Linked DNA regions of Mus musculus: all the other regions are linked to region 2. The links are chromatin contacts, called in public ChIA-PET and HiChIP or PLAC-seq maps. All regions are on one chromosome and are shown on one strand. Each heading gives the region's core, a stretch centred on a gene start, on an enhancer-like site or on the middle of the called end of the contact. The rest is flanking DNA. Distances are from core to core; before and after follow the strand shown.

Region 1 (4,099 bases), core at 685-3,184, 210 kb before region 2:
GCTCCCTGAATATCATGGCCCTTCCTGGTTGACACAGAAGGTCACCGTGATTTCCTGCATTGTGCCAGGCGTCCCCCCATCCCCTTCCTTCCCTGTACCAACACCACTGACCCAGAGCCTTCACCACTGATTGCCCAAGAGTCAGAGCCACAGATAGCGATAAGCAACACAAAACTGGCCTCTGCCTCTCCACGAAGGAGACAGTTAGAGAATGTTTGTGCCTGCCTGCCGCATTCCACTTGATCAAATACCTCCACAGGAGTCGGGCAGAGCAACTCAAAGAAAAGAGCAAGAACGGCCAGGCAAGTAGCCAGAGCCACACCCTAATCTTTTGGGGGAGGCATCTATGTGGCAGAGGAGGAGATGCACTGACACTACCTGCTCCACACTGGGGCTGGGTCCTGAGTAGTGACAGCAGGCAGGGTTCAGCAAGGCCTGAGTCTGACAGACCACGCCTGGCCTTCCTGCCCCAACGGTCTCATTTTCTATAAGCTTTTCCTGGAGTGATTCACCCCAGTTTGATGCCTCTTGCTGGAGTATACTGAATTTAGACAGCTTGCAGGGACTCTAGCAGATCCGAGCATAGAAGACATTATGGACAGGTTTTGCCCTTTCACCCTTGCTAAAAACCGTTACATCCCTAAAGCCAGCCTTCAAGGTCTATTTGATTATTTTGTCACTGAGTCATTCCTGACACCAAGGTCCAACAATCAAAATTCATGATTCGGCAGATATGTCCAAATCAGGATTTACCAACTCACCCCAGCATGGCCTGCCCTTTCCTCTTAAAACCTCCACCCCAGGAGTGGTGTTTGTTTGTTTGTTTTGTTTGTTTGTTTTGCTCTTGCTTTCTTGTTTGCTTGTGTTTGTTGCTTCTGCTGCTGCCTTTGCAGCCCAGCCTCCTGCCCCTCTGGAGTAATAAATCTCCTTGCTAAGAATTTGGTGTCCTGTACCGATTCTGGGGGTGGAGGGCAGACTTTGCTTTTACAGCTTCCTAAAATGCCATACAAGATCCTTCAGACAGCTTGACACAAGAGATTAAATAAACTTTGTGGGTTAGAATCCCTGAAACACGGTGTGGAGGAGAGGAGGCTGCTGATCAGACTAGACTGCTCAGTCATACCAGGAGCTAGAAAAGACACACACACACACACACACACACACACACACACACACGAGAGGTTGGGTTGGGGGGGACGACACCAGAGTCACACGACACAGAGGGAAAGACACAATATAAGACATGAATGGAGATGTTAATTCTGAGACTCAGAAATGACACACACACACACACACACACACACACACACACACACACACACACAGAGAGAGAGAGAGAGAGAGAGAGAGAGAGAGAGAGAGAGTTAGAAACACACACACACAAATGGAGACAGAGAGCACACCAGTACTTGGTATCTGAGATACTATTGAATTATGGATTTTTGGAGGGAGAGGTCTCACTACATGTCTTGAACTCAAGCATTTTAGTGTTCCTGATATCTCAGCCTCTTCAGTTGCTGAAACTACAGCTGTGTACCAGCACTTTAAATTTCCCTTATTAAACATTTCAAAGATTTTATGTCACTCAGTGTAGAAACCCTAAACAGTCATAGTTCTTTACGTTTTTGAATCTGCATTTGAATGGAAGAGTGGGTTGAAGGAAACCCTCATGCATCCTTTCCAGGACTGTGTGATGTGGGCACTCCTCTGCATGCTGCGTAAACCGATCACCAGTTTCCCAAGAGTCAAAGCCAGCTGCAACCAGTGCTGCTTGCAGTCCTGTCAGGGCAGCCCAGCTGGGCTTTTCTAGCAGGGGCAAGGGCTTCTCAGTTATAAAGGGATTCTTGGTTATTAAACGTCATGGCAACTAACACTGTGCTCTCACAATGCTCCAGGCACTAAGCCACACTGGCCAGGTCCACTGCTATGTCAGTCTGTGAGTGTAGAGTCCTTAAGGCTTAGAAAGCTACACAGCTGCCTGGGGCCAAAGAGCTACTGCAGAAGTCCAAATAGAGCCGGCAGCGGCTGCGTCCACAGCCTTGCTATGCTGGATTGTGGATGTCACTACAGCTAGATAGACTTTGTATTCCTCCAAGGCATACATCCATCTTGTTACAAGCTTGGTCCACAGGCTGACAATATGGAAGGGGTTGGGAATGATCCAGAGGCAGACATAACGAGAGGTACTCAGGTCATCAGGACTCTGTTCATCCTATCCTAAAGGCTAAAAATGAGACCGTTCCCTTTTCATAGGCTTTGCCATGGTATGGTCCTCTCACTTAAACCTGTGTCCTCTTTAATCCAGCTACTTTTGGTATTGAGCTTCCTTAGTGAAAGCTGATGAACACAAACAAGGACCCGTCCATCAGCCACAGCACTCGGATGGGCTGGTGGCCACAGTCTGAGAAACACTAACAGGAAAGACAGTTCCTGCTCTGGACTGGCAGTCGACTCTGGTTGATACAGAGCAGGCCTGTTCTACGGCTGCTGCCTTGATGTCACTTCCCTTCCTTTCCATAAGTGGGAGGATCCTGGGTGTTACTCCGAAGAGATCAGGTCATTTGTTTGACAACAATTGATTAGGTCCTTGCTGGCCCCAGGGATGCGAAGGTAAATGGGAAATGGACTCAGAGACATTCCAGAAGTATCTTAGCTCCTGACAAATGCCACAATTCTAGATGCAGATGCTAATGGCAACACAGAAGTGGAGCTTGATTTTGCCTGGGGAATCTTAAGAGCCTTGTTTCCCTAGTGCTGGGGAAGATGGCTTAGTGGCTAAAGCATTTGCCTTACAAGCAGAGAGACTCAGTTCAAAGCAGGAGGACCTCAGAACCTATGAAAAGCCATGAGAAGTGGTATGCAATTAAAATCTCAGTGTTTACACTCAGAAAATCTCAGTGTTTCTACGGCAAGATGGGAGGTGGAGAGGGAAGACTCCCTGGGAGCTCATGGGCCAGCTAACCTGGCATGTACACTGCCTAACAACAAACCATCTCAACAGAGTGGAAGGTGAAGATTGACACCTAAGGCTGTCCTCTGACCTCAGAGAAGAGAGGGAGGGAGGGAGGGAGGGAGGGAGGGAGGGAGAGAGAGAGGGAGAGAGAGAGAGAGAGAGAGAGAGAGTTAGTTAGTTAGTTCAGAGTCAAATCTGGTAGAAGCCCAAGCATGCCAGACACAAGAAGATATTTAAGACAACAAAAGCAGATAGCATAAAGTGGCAAGAAGATCGAGTGGACTGATGTTCCCTATATCGCTAATGCAGACTTACTCAGACTTAGCTGGAAAACTGGGAGGGATAAAGAACACTGGAAGCCTAGCAAAGCTTCAGCTTACATTTGCAAGTATTTCCCCAAACTGTACATGTCAGCGTGTATATAACTGACAACTGTTTTAACCATAATAAAATCAGCTTGGAACTCCCTTACAGGCAGTCACATACAACAGGAGGTAAACCCGCTCGGTCCCCAGCCTTCTCTTACTTTGGAACATAAACACGTTCTTCAGAATCATGGAGGCGAAGAGTCCGCGTGTGACACTGGCTAGTGAATGGGGAAGAAGGCTCCCTCCAACCCAGCACTCAGGACACCTAACCAGTGCGAGGACCACTCTGTGTGCACAGACGCAGCCCCTCTGCTGCCTACAGCAGAGCTCTAGTTCACTGTACAGGTGTCTTCCCTTCTCTCAGATCAACTGCTCTCAGTGGAGACTGCTCCCATTGCTCAGTCCTCTGAGAGGAAGAAACATTAGGTTGGGAGCCTCCAACCTGGGACAAGAGGGAGTGAGAGTGTGGGTCTGTATGGAGTTGCCAAGCTCCTAGATAAGGACTTTCCCAATGTCACCAGAGGTGACAGACCAGGCACCATGGATTACAACAGAGCAGGGCATCTCTCCACTGCACATTGGATCTTTAGGCTGTCTATCACTCTCCTTTGATCACAGCCAGGTTTCTCACTATAGATCTGTAGAGCAAGAGCTTCCCTGTCTAGTGTCGGGTGCTTAGAGCCACTGTGACACTACACATGCCTCATCTACATTAGACCTAAGCAACAGAAACTCCAAAGAACCCCGACCCTTTGAGTTGTTTCACGTTGAATTCTTC
Region 2 (4,304 bases), core at 1,618-4,117:
TGAAAATTGACCCTTAACTGTAAACCTGTGACAGTTACTTCAACAAAGCCCTAGAGGACATTTAGGCTCCTCCCTAAAACCTGAGAGGCTGAGGCAGGAAAACTCAAGTCTAAAGCACACCTGGGCTACATTGTAACCCTGTCTCCAAAAACAAATCAAAACAAAAACCACCCACTTCGAACATCATGGAGGCTAGCCCTAGGTAACCTGCTAGTATCTGACTGAATGAACTAATTGTTAAAATACTTAGGACTCAAAACAGACTCAAAACAGTGAACTCCTGTTTCTCCTCCTCCTCCCCTTCCCCCTCCCTCCTTCCATCTCCCCCTTTTTCTCCGTGAAGGGGAGAGAACTGCACCGTGCTCTGTACTTAGGGATGACCTTGGATTCCTGATCCTGCCTCCACCTCCCGCATGCAGGGGGTACCGGTGTGCTCCACCTTACACAGCTATTTCACTCGTCTTTTCAAAATAAAACAGGACTAAAACTACCATCACCTCTTCTCCCTTCTACCACTAGCTGACCCAAGGCACTGCTAACATTTGTTTGGTTTCTCCGGTCAGGCTCCATGCAATGCCAGGACAATGGACCCCAAGGAAATCACTCACCACCACTTCCACCAACTGGATATTGTTGCTGGTGCTTGAGAAAGTGAATTCTGCTTAAGCATGCTTTCTTTGCCCCAAAATCATACACACACACACACACAGAGAATTGACATTACAGCTCAGTTCAGAATGAGCAGTACAGACTAATTCCAAAAATAAAACAAGGTAGTCAACTAGAGGTTTTTGGTGTTTTTCGAGACAGGGTTTCTCTGTGTAGCCCTGGCTGTTCTAGAACTCACTCTGTAGACCAGGCTGGCCTCAAATTCAGAGATCTGCTTGCCTCTGCCTCCCTAGTGCTGGGACTACAGGTGTTTTTGAATTGAGCAAGGCTATGAAGGGCTGATGGCTCCAAGGTTTAAGATAGTTGCTCTTGCAGAAAACTGGGGTTCCATTTCTACCAGGACTCAGAGGCTAAGAACCATTCTAATTCCAGTTCCAGGAGATCCAACACCCTCTTCTCGCTTCAATGGGCACCAGGAACATACATATATGCAAGCAAAGCATTCATTCACATAAAATAAAATAAAATAAAAATGCCTAAATAGAACCAGATGTGGTGGTGGTGAATATTCCGAATCGCCAGGGCCTCTGGTGACAGAGGTAGGCAGTTGCCTTAATCGCAAGCCAACCACAGCTGCATAATGAAGACCTGTCTAAAACTTAAAAAAAAAAAAAAACCACTTGTCAAAATATTATTCAACAAATACGAATCGTCTGCCTATTGAAAAAAAAAAAAGCACACCAAATACAAAAGCATTTACAGATGAGGGGAAAGGTCAAACAGGCAAAGTTCAGATTTGATCTATGAAACACCACATACTTAAGAGAACGGAAGTTTCTCCTAGGATCTAACCTTTTATTAAAAACAGTTTCGAGGTTTAAATCCCATATTGCAACAGTTACTAAAACCTTTCAAAAGCACATGGTGGCTCTTGCCTGCAACGCACCAGGCTGAGATAGGGAAAAAAAAAAACTTAAGTTAGAGGCGATCGTGGACCAAGAGAAAGATCAAATAAAAAGACGATCGTTCTTCAAAGGTGGCCTCACCAGACCGACCTCACCTGCCTTGTACATACATCCACCTACCATCCTCAAAAAGGCAATTTTACTTCTTAGTTTCCCGAGAGTCGCAGCCCGGAGAAGCGGCACCACGTGCTGACTTCTCACTCGTCCTAAGTGCATCTTAGGAGAGGGGCTGCAGGAGCAGCTCCGGGCACAGAAAACACAGCAGGCAATCCGGCCTGCCGGGCCCCGACCCAGCCCGGGCTCGGACACCGTGCAAAAGGTGTCAGTCTCGGGCAAACCGGAGTATGCCGCCCCGGCGCTTCCCGGTTTTCTTTGCAATAGAATTCCCGAGGCCAGGGGCCAGGTCCCCGGCGGCGCTGGGCCAGAGCGTCGCCCGGGACTCGGCGGCTGCGGGCCGGGCACGCGGAGGCCTTCCCTGCGGCCTCGGGCGTTCTCGGGGCGGCTCGGACACTCTCGGGGCGGCTCGGGCGCTCTCGGGGAGATTCGGGCGGCCTCCGAAGCCGGGGAAGCGCGGCACTGAGGGGCGCGGCGCGGGCCTAGGCCGGCAGCGTGCCGGCGCCTCCCCCACCGCTCGCCCGCCGCGCACCTCGCGATCGTCGCCCCGAGGCCGTCCCGTGGCCCAGACCTCCCAGCCCAGACACGGCCCGCGCTACCTGTGGGTTGTGGAGGGCCATGGCGGCCCGTCTCAATGAGGTTCGGTGCTGCTCCGGCTTCTCACGCCGCGTCTCCCGTCGCCGCCATCTTCTCGCCGCACAGACACACTCGCAGCGGCCGCCGCGCCTGCGCACTGACTGCGCCGCGGGAGAGCCAGGCGGCGTTCTGCGCCTGCGCGCGACAGGTGGGCGTGCGCCCCGGGCCGGCGACCCTTCTGTCCCCAGCGCGCCGAGGGCGGCTGCTCCAGGCGAGGGCGTGAGGATGGAGCTGGCCAGGCACCCTGGGGCTGCAAGGTGGAGTTCCGGAGTGGTTACTGCGCTGGGTCCGCCTGAGCTCCGCCCTGGGATCTCCGCTGGAGATCTCCAAGGATCCCTTACCCTATGGAGCGCGCTCTTCTGACCGTTCGTTCATTCATTCATTCCTTCACTCTTCATTCTCTTCACTAGCTTGTTTTACCTGGCATTGGGGAAAAAAAGATTTTTTTTTTCTTTGTAAAACATAAAAGTAAACGTTGAAGGAGCTAGTGAGATGACTCAGCGGGTAACGGAGCCCTGCCTCCTGTACCCTTGAGGACCAAATGAGTTCCATTCTCTGGATCCACATGACGCCAGGGGAAAACCAACTACAGACTGTCTTCTGACATACAAAGGGGCACACGCAAAATAAACAATTTTAGAAAGAACTCGTTAATCCAGGAATTGTACTCCTGTGAGCTCAGTATATAGACTGCAGAGGTAGGACGATCATCTATGAATTGCAGACCAGTCTACATAGCAAGTTCCAGGTCACACACAGCTACGTAAGGTAGCTCTGTCTCGGGGTGGGGGGTGGATAGTCATGTTGATGACTTAGCACATTCTGCAAAGGGTAGAGACTCAGTAGGTGTTAGTTATTGCACACACGCAAGTGTATACACACGGGAAAGTTCTTGACTCAGCCATATAGGCAATAATAATAATAAAAACAAACAAAAAACCTTACTAAACCTCCTACTCCCAGCTGTAGACCAGGCCGGCCTTGAGTTCTGAGATCTGCCTATCTCTGCTTCCAGCGTGCAGGGATTAGGGATTAAAGGTGTACACCACTGCCGGGCCAGGAAAGAATTTTATGACAAGCCCCTGTGGGGCAAAGTTGGCAAGTTTATTAAGTAGAGGTGAGAGAGGGTACACGGGTAGGACTGAGTTTAGGATCTAGAGACAAGAAGGAAAAGGATAATGTTCAAGTGTGGGCACAGCTGCTCCAGAGAGTTGCCCTCAGGTGTCTTGGTTTTGTTTTTCTTTGCTGTGCTACACATGTAGCAAAAATTGGCTTCAAACTTTCTTTTCTTTTTTTTTTTTTTTTTTTTTTGGTTTTTCAAGACAGGGTTTCTCTGTGTAGCCCTGGCTGTCCTGGAACTCACTTTGTAGACCAGGCTGGCCTAAAACTAAGAAATGCACCTGCCTCTGCCTCCCAAATGCTGGGATTAAAGGTGGGCACCACCATGCGCACTGGCTTCAAACTTACTTTCTCTCTTTCTCTTCCTTCCTTCCTTCCTTCCTTCCTTCCTTCCTTCCTTCCTTCCTTCCTTCCTTTCTTTCTTTCTTTCTTTCTTTCTTTCTTTCTTTCTTTCTTTCTTTCTTTCTTTCTTTCGTTTTTCAAGACAGGGTTTCCCTGTAAAGCCCCAGCTGTCCTGAAACTCACTTGGCAGACTAGGCTGGTCTCGAACTCAGAAATCTGCCTGCCTCTGCCTCCCAAGGGCTGGGATTAAAGGCGTGCGCCCCATGCACATTGGCTTCAAACTTTCTAGCAGCCAAGGATGAACTGAAACTCCTGTATCTCCCGCCCCTACTTCCCTAGTACAGGGCTACGCTTCATACTCCGAACTCTGGCTCCACAAAGCAAACAAAGCAAAGCAAAGCAAAACTCTACGAGTTGGTTCAATGGTTTCTTTCTCCTGAGAATTTTCTTTTGGCCCTCTTGATTGCACACACCTTTAATCTCAGATGGCTGAAACAGAGGCAGGCAGGTCTCTGATAA
Region 3 (4,681 bases), core at 796-3,295, 140 kb before region 2:
TCCTTGTATCGGGAAGTTTCCCAGATGTTTGGTAGCAACCAGAGGTCCCCTTCCACAGACTGCGCAGATGTCTGCTCCAACATCTGGAGTGGAAGAGTTTATGCCCTCAAAGACACCACACCCACACCCATGAGGCAGAAACAGCCTAGTGAAAGGCTGACTAGAGCTGGTTCAAGGCTGTGTGCTTTTTATAATCTCCCCAGAAGGGGTGGATTGGGGAAAAGCTATCTTAGCACTCAGGAGGCCAGCCTGGGCTACATAATGAGGTCAAGGCCAGCCTGGACTACCATAGTGAAACTGTCTCAAACAAATAAACATTTAACCCAACTAGGGGGAGAGATTTGTTCAGACTCCCTTAGGGTTTTTTTCTTTTCTTTTTTTTTTTTAAAGAACCATTTGTACTTTGCTCCTGTGAATGTGTGTGGTGCCTGTGGAGACCAGAGATCTCTTGAACGGCCTGTGAATAGTGAGAACTGAGCGCAGGTCCTCCGGTAGAGCAACAAGATCTGTTAACCACCAAGCCACCTCCCCAGCCTTTTGATTGGGGGGATGGTGTTCTGTTTTATTTTTTAACCCCCTTCCCTTTTTTTTTTTTTTTTTTTTTGGTCTAAGAAATATTTGGCTGGAGCACGCAACCCTGTTTGTGTTTGGCTAGCACTCACCGGCAATCTGCCCCATGCTCAGGACTGGGGTGGGATTCCACCTTCTCTAGAGTAAAGCTGTTTACAGAAGCATGCTTCATTTTACAGTGGGTTTGGACCAGGCTCCTAAGTGATGGGAGCCAGGGCTCACCACACTCTTGGAGCCTGGGGATGCTGGCAGGCACTGAGGGGTTCTTCCTGTGTGTCCCGGGCCCCTCTTTCTGGTGGCTGGTGTGTCATGGGTGGTTTTACAACCACAGGCCACTCCATTAACCCCCATGAGGAATGTGCCAGGAATCTACTCCTCCCACAGCTTAAAAACTAGGTCACCCAAACCAGGGGGAAGTGACGTTCAATTGTCACTCTTGACGGCGGCTGGGAGGCAGCCCTTATTCTAAGAAGTGAGAAGACATCTGAGACCTGGAGCCTCTTGCAAAGCCAAACCCCAGAGGAGGACACCTAGATCTGCTGAGGGTGGGGCAGATGCCACAGGGTCAGGGAATGGTAGGGAAGGCTCCTGATGTATTGGTCCTCCATGAGACCAAAGGTCATGTGAGAAAAGGCCACACAGACAAGGACAAAGACAAGATAAATCTCTGGAGTGCTACCAACTTTAAATAGACCAGCTCTGCTGGACTTATAAGCACGTGACTGCCAAAAAGGTTGGGGAATGTGAGCACGGATAGACACCACCAGGGCAGAGCCCAGGTCTTGCTCGGGGCTTCTCCCTGCAGCCCATCTGTCTGACCAGCAAACACAGACCCCATTTCTCTGTCGGTAGGACGGACTGTAACCTTATAGCTGTCGACTCTTGTCACCCAGACAAGAGCCCCATTCATGACATATCTCAAACCTGTATCCTCAGGGTTCGAAAGCCTTCCCCCTCCACCACCAAAGAAAACATGGCAAGGAGTGTCTCAGTGAGCAGCTCCTGAGAGGAGGTGAGCCACCAGATGGGGACCGCCACCTGGCCAGCCTGGGCACTGGTTGTCCAGCCAAGAGACTCCACGGCACGCTGCTCATGAGGGGGAAGGTGCTCGGTCACCCTCACCAAAGGCCATGGAGGCCCAGGACGTTCAATGACACCAAAAGGAAGATTCCTGACTCTCTGTCACCCCCCACCCCCAAAGGACAAAGTACAGATAAAAAGCAGGACCCCGAATCCCAGTAGATGACACCCCCTTCTCCCCAGGTCGCCAAATTCACTGCCTGACGGCGAAGATCCGGAAGGCGTTTCCGTTCTGAGGAGTGTTCAGGCTGCAAGAGAAGAGGGAGAAGGAAGTTAGAAGAGAAAGCTGTGGGCAAAGGAATGGCCGATAGGGCCAATGTGGTAAGGTCAGAGCCCACAGAAGTCACACCCAGCTGGACGAGCCCACATGTGCCGACAGGAAGCTGTGGTGTGAGCCCAGGCTGAGGTTGCGGAGCGACTCTCTGGGTTTTACTGACACCTGTCTCAGACATCTGGTTGACAGATGATTTAAGGGGTGGCTTGAAGGGAACACACACCCGAATGCTACCCAAATATGCCATCATGGGTCTGCTATCCTTTCCAGGCAGGGCTATTGTTACTGTCGGTACATACAGGGGAGGAATCAAGAGAGGCACACGGTTAATCAAAACCACATTCTTCCGATGGGAGACAAGTCCTTCAGGCCCTTGGTTGGTTTTTGAGATGGGCCTTATGCAGCCTAGGTTTATCTCCAACTCGTTATATAGATGAGATGACCCTGAACTCCTAATCCTGATGCCTTCCCCTCCCAAGTGCCACCACCCCCAGTTTATGCCATGCTGGGAATTGAACCCCAGGCTTCATGCATGCCCGGCCAGCTAGGCAAGCACTGTGCCACTGAACTACGTTCCTAGCTCTCAACCAGATGTTGAAAACACCGTTACAGAACTATACTGCCCTGTGAAACTCAGCCATGTCCTCTGGCCTCTACACCAGCACCTAGGTATACACACCCACGAAATGAGGAAGCATTAAAAGGGGTCCTTCCGGCTCCCCCCCTTCTGTGCTGGCACCTCTGCCTCTGTGAATTTGTCTGTTCTGGAAGACATGTGCTTTCCACCATCAGAGGTGTAAGCTTGGGAGGTGGATTGCTATCAACCTACATTCACCTTTTAAAGGCTTCTCAAGTGGCCACATTGTGTCTGTGCCTACCCACAATGCATTGAGCATTTCAGATGCTCTGCAGCCCCACTGACAGCTGTTGTCTTATGGCCGCTGTGCAGATACTCTGGGTACCCTGGCCTGAATCTGCATCTCCATTGCTTTGGTGTGCTGAGTGACTCTCCCTGGTCCAGAAGCTGTCCCTGGAGCATGGCTGGGCAGATGGATTTCCTGGTGTGGGCAGTTCTTTTTAACGTGGTAGTAGGGATGGAACCTAAGACCCTGTGCATGCCAGGCAAGCACTCTGCCACCGAGATACAGCCCAGTCTCATCTCCAAAGTCCCCAACTGGGTTACCGTAATGTTGAGTTGTAAGAGTTCACACACAGGCCACGTTCCCATTTGCAGGCACACACATGCTCACACACACACACACACACACACACACACACACACACACGAGCTATGAAATCCTTTAGTACATACACAATTTGGAAAACTGTTCTCCCATTCTGTAGCTAGACTTCCGGCCTCTCTTCCTCCCTTCCAAACCTGAACCCTACCTCTCTTTATTACTCTCCTTCCTTCCTTTGAGAGGAAGTTTATCTTCTCACAGGTCTAGGGCCTGGTCACAGAGGTCTCCTGTAAGGCCACTCTCTTGTCTACAGACAGCCAGGATTTTGTTGTTACAGAAAATAACAGCTGTAGCCCTGGCTGGCCCGGAACTCTTTCTGTAGACCAGGAGAGCCTACAACTCAGAGATCTGCCTGCCTCTGCCCCCAGAGTGCTGAGATCAAAGGCGAGCAACAACGCCCAGCTCCTAGCCAGGCCTCTTGCTGGTGGCCACACAACCTGCTCTCCGAGCTTACTTACTTGGTTCTACTTTTCTGTCGTCTCTTAAAACTTATTTTTATTTCATGTGTGTTCCCAAGTGTTTGCATGCACACTATGTGTACGCATGCCCAGGAGGACAGAAGAGGGATTCGGAACCCCCAGAGCTAAGTTACAGGCACTTGTGACACCCGGTCTTCTGCAAGAGTGCTGAAGGCCCTTAACCACGGAGCCATCTCTCCGTCCCTCTTCTCTTCGTTTTCTTAATGGTGTCTTTTAAAATACAAAGGTTTAAAATGACCTAATTTATCATTTTCTCCACAATTATGCTTTTGGTGTTATATTGAACAAGGCAATAGCTCGTTCACAATCGCACACACTCATGCTTACCTTCCTCTAAGAGTTTTTAGGGTTTAGGCCTGCCAGTCACTCGAGTGTGCTCTCAGATGTGCTAGGTACTCTGGCCCAGCTTCACAGTCTCACGTGACAACTGTCATCTGGGAGCCTGTCCTTACACCAGAATTAAAAGGAAAAATAAAGGCCAGGGACGTGACTCAGTGGGCAAAAAGTTCAGTGGACAGAGCCTGAGCCTGATCCCTGGACCCCCTGAACATCATGTGCATGTACATGCGTGCTCATGCGTGCACGCACACTCATATACACTCACACACAAATATACACATAAACACACACAAGCATACACGTATACACTCATACACACACAAGCACATACATAAGACATACACACTCACACAAACACACACATATACACTCACACACACAAACACCCTCATACACACACAAGCACATAACACACAGGCCAGTATGTCACATACAAACACACACATATTCTCTCACACACACTAAGACACACACACACACACACACACACACATATTGATCCGACTCTCGCTTTCTTCCCTTTATAACAAAACTTGGAGTTTTACTTTTGTTTATTTGTTTTCGGAGCTGGGGTCTGGCTGTGTAACCCAGGTTGGCCTTAACCCTGTCTGTGGCGCTCCTCCTACCTCAGCCCCCTGTGTCCTAGAATGTTCTTATTCTGTTTTCTCAGCTGCAGAGAACCCTGCTAGGCTTATGTT

Evidence for each region. ChIA-PET counts read pairs in DNA pulled down with a chosen protein or histone mark. HiChIP or PLAC-seq counts read pairs in DNA pulled down with a chosen protein or histone mark.
Region 1: a contact with region 2 is called in an H3K4me3 HiChIP or PLAC-seq map of bone marrow-derived macrophages, with 2.0 times the contacts expected there. The contact joins the enhancer-like site here to the promoter of Usp10 in region 2. A contact is called at or near these places in 6 of 39 promoter capture datasets (the 3T3-L1 cell line, 3T3-L1-derived adipocytes, the SN4741 cell line and 3 more), 3 of 484 Hi-C or Micro-C datasets (embryonic stem cells and natural killer cells), 5 of 115 datasets of contacts at active chromatin or transcription factors (T-cell acute lymphoblastic leukemia, bone marrow-derived macrophages, memory CD8 T cells and 2 more) and 2 of 9 other capture datasets (adipose tissue and liver).
Region 3: an RNA polymerase II ChIA-PET map of memory CD8 T cells shows a contact between it and region 2, with 50 read pairs. The contact joins the enhancer-like site here to the promoter of Usp10 in region 2. A contact is called at or near these places in 5 of 39 promoter capture datasets (the HPC-7 cell line, cranial neural crest, frontonasal cranial neural crest and 2 more), 4 of 115 datasets of contacts at active chromatin or transcription factors (bone marrow-derived macrophages, forebrain, memory CD8 T cells and 1 more) and 2 of 9 other capture datasets (adipose tissue and pancreatic islet).

The regions. Positions count from the first base shown.
Region 1 is chr8:120,122,831-120,126,929 of GRCm38.p6, reverse strand. The region is part of intron 1 of 6430548M08Rik (RIKEN cDNA 6430548M08 gene); the gene reads right to left. Among named protein-coding and RNA genes, the nearest start is that of 6430548M08Rik, 11 kb to the right of the region's middle. Within about 2 kb of position 1,934, at least 44 of the 459 cell types and tissues checked have an H3K27ac peak or open chromatin away from gene starts, as enhancers often do. A contact at or near this core is called in bone marrow-derived macrophages and neural stem cells, where this site is marked.
Region 2 is chr8:119,908,923-119,913,226 of GRCm38.p6, reverse strand. Usp10 (ubiquitin specific peptidase 10) reads right to left here and starts at 2,867. Exons shown (of 14, transcript NM_009462.2): 1 at 2,288-2,867. The coding sequence starts at 2,308.
Region 3 is chr8:120,047,500-120,052,180 of GRCm38.p6, reverse strand. Crispld2 (cysteine-rich secretory protein LCCL domain containing 2) reads right to left here. Exons shown (of 15, transcript NM_001310635.1): 15 at 1-1,898. The coding sequence ends at 1,844. Among named protein-coding and RNA genes, the nearest start is that of Zdhhc7, 52 kb to the left of the region's middle. Within about 2 kb of position 2,045, at least 90 of the 459 cell types and tissues checked have an H3K27ac peak or open chromatin away from gene starts, as enhancers often do. A contact at or near this core is called in the HPC-7 cell line, bone marrow-derived macrophages and memory CD8 T cells, where this site is marked.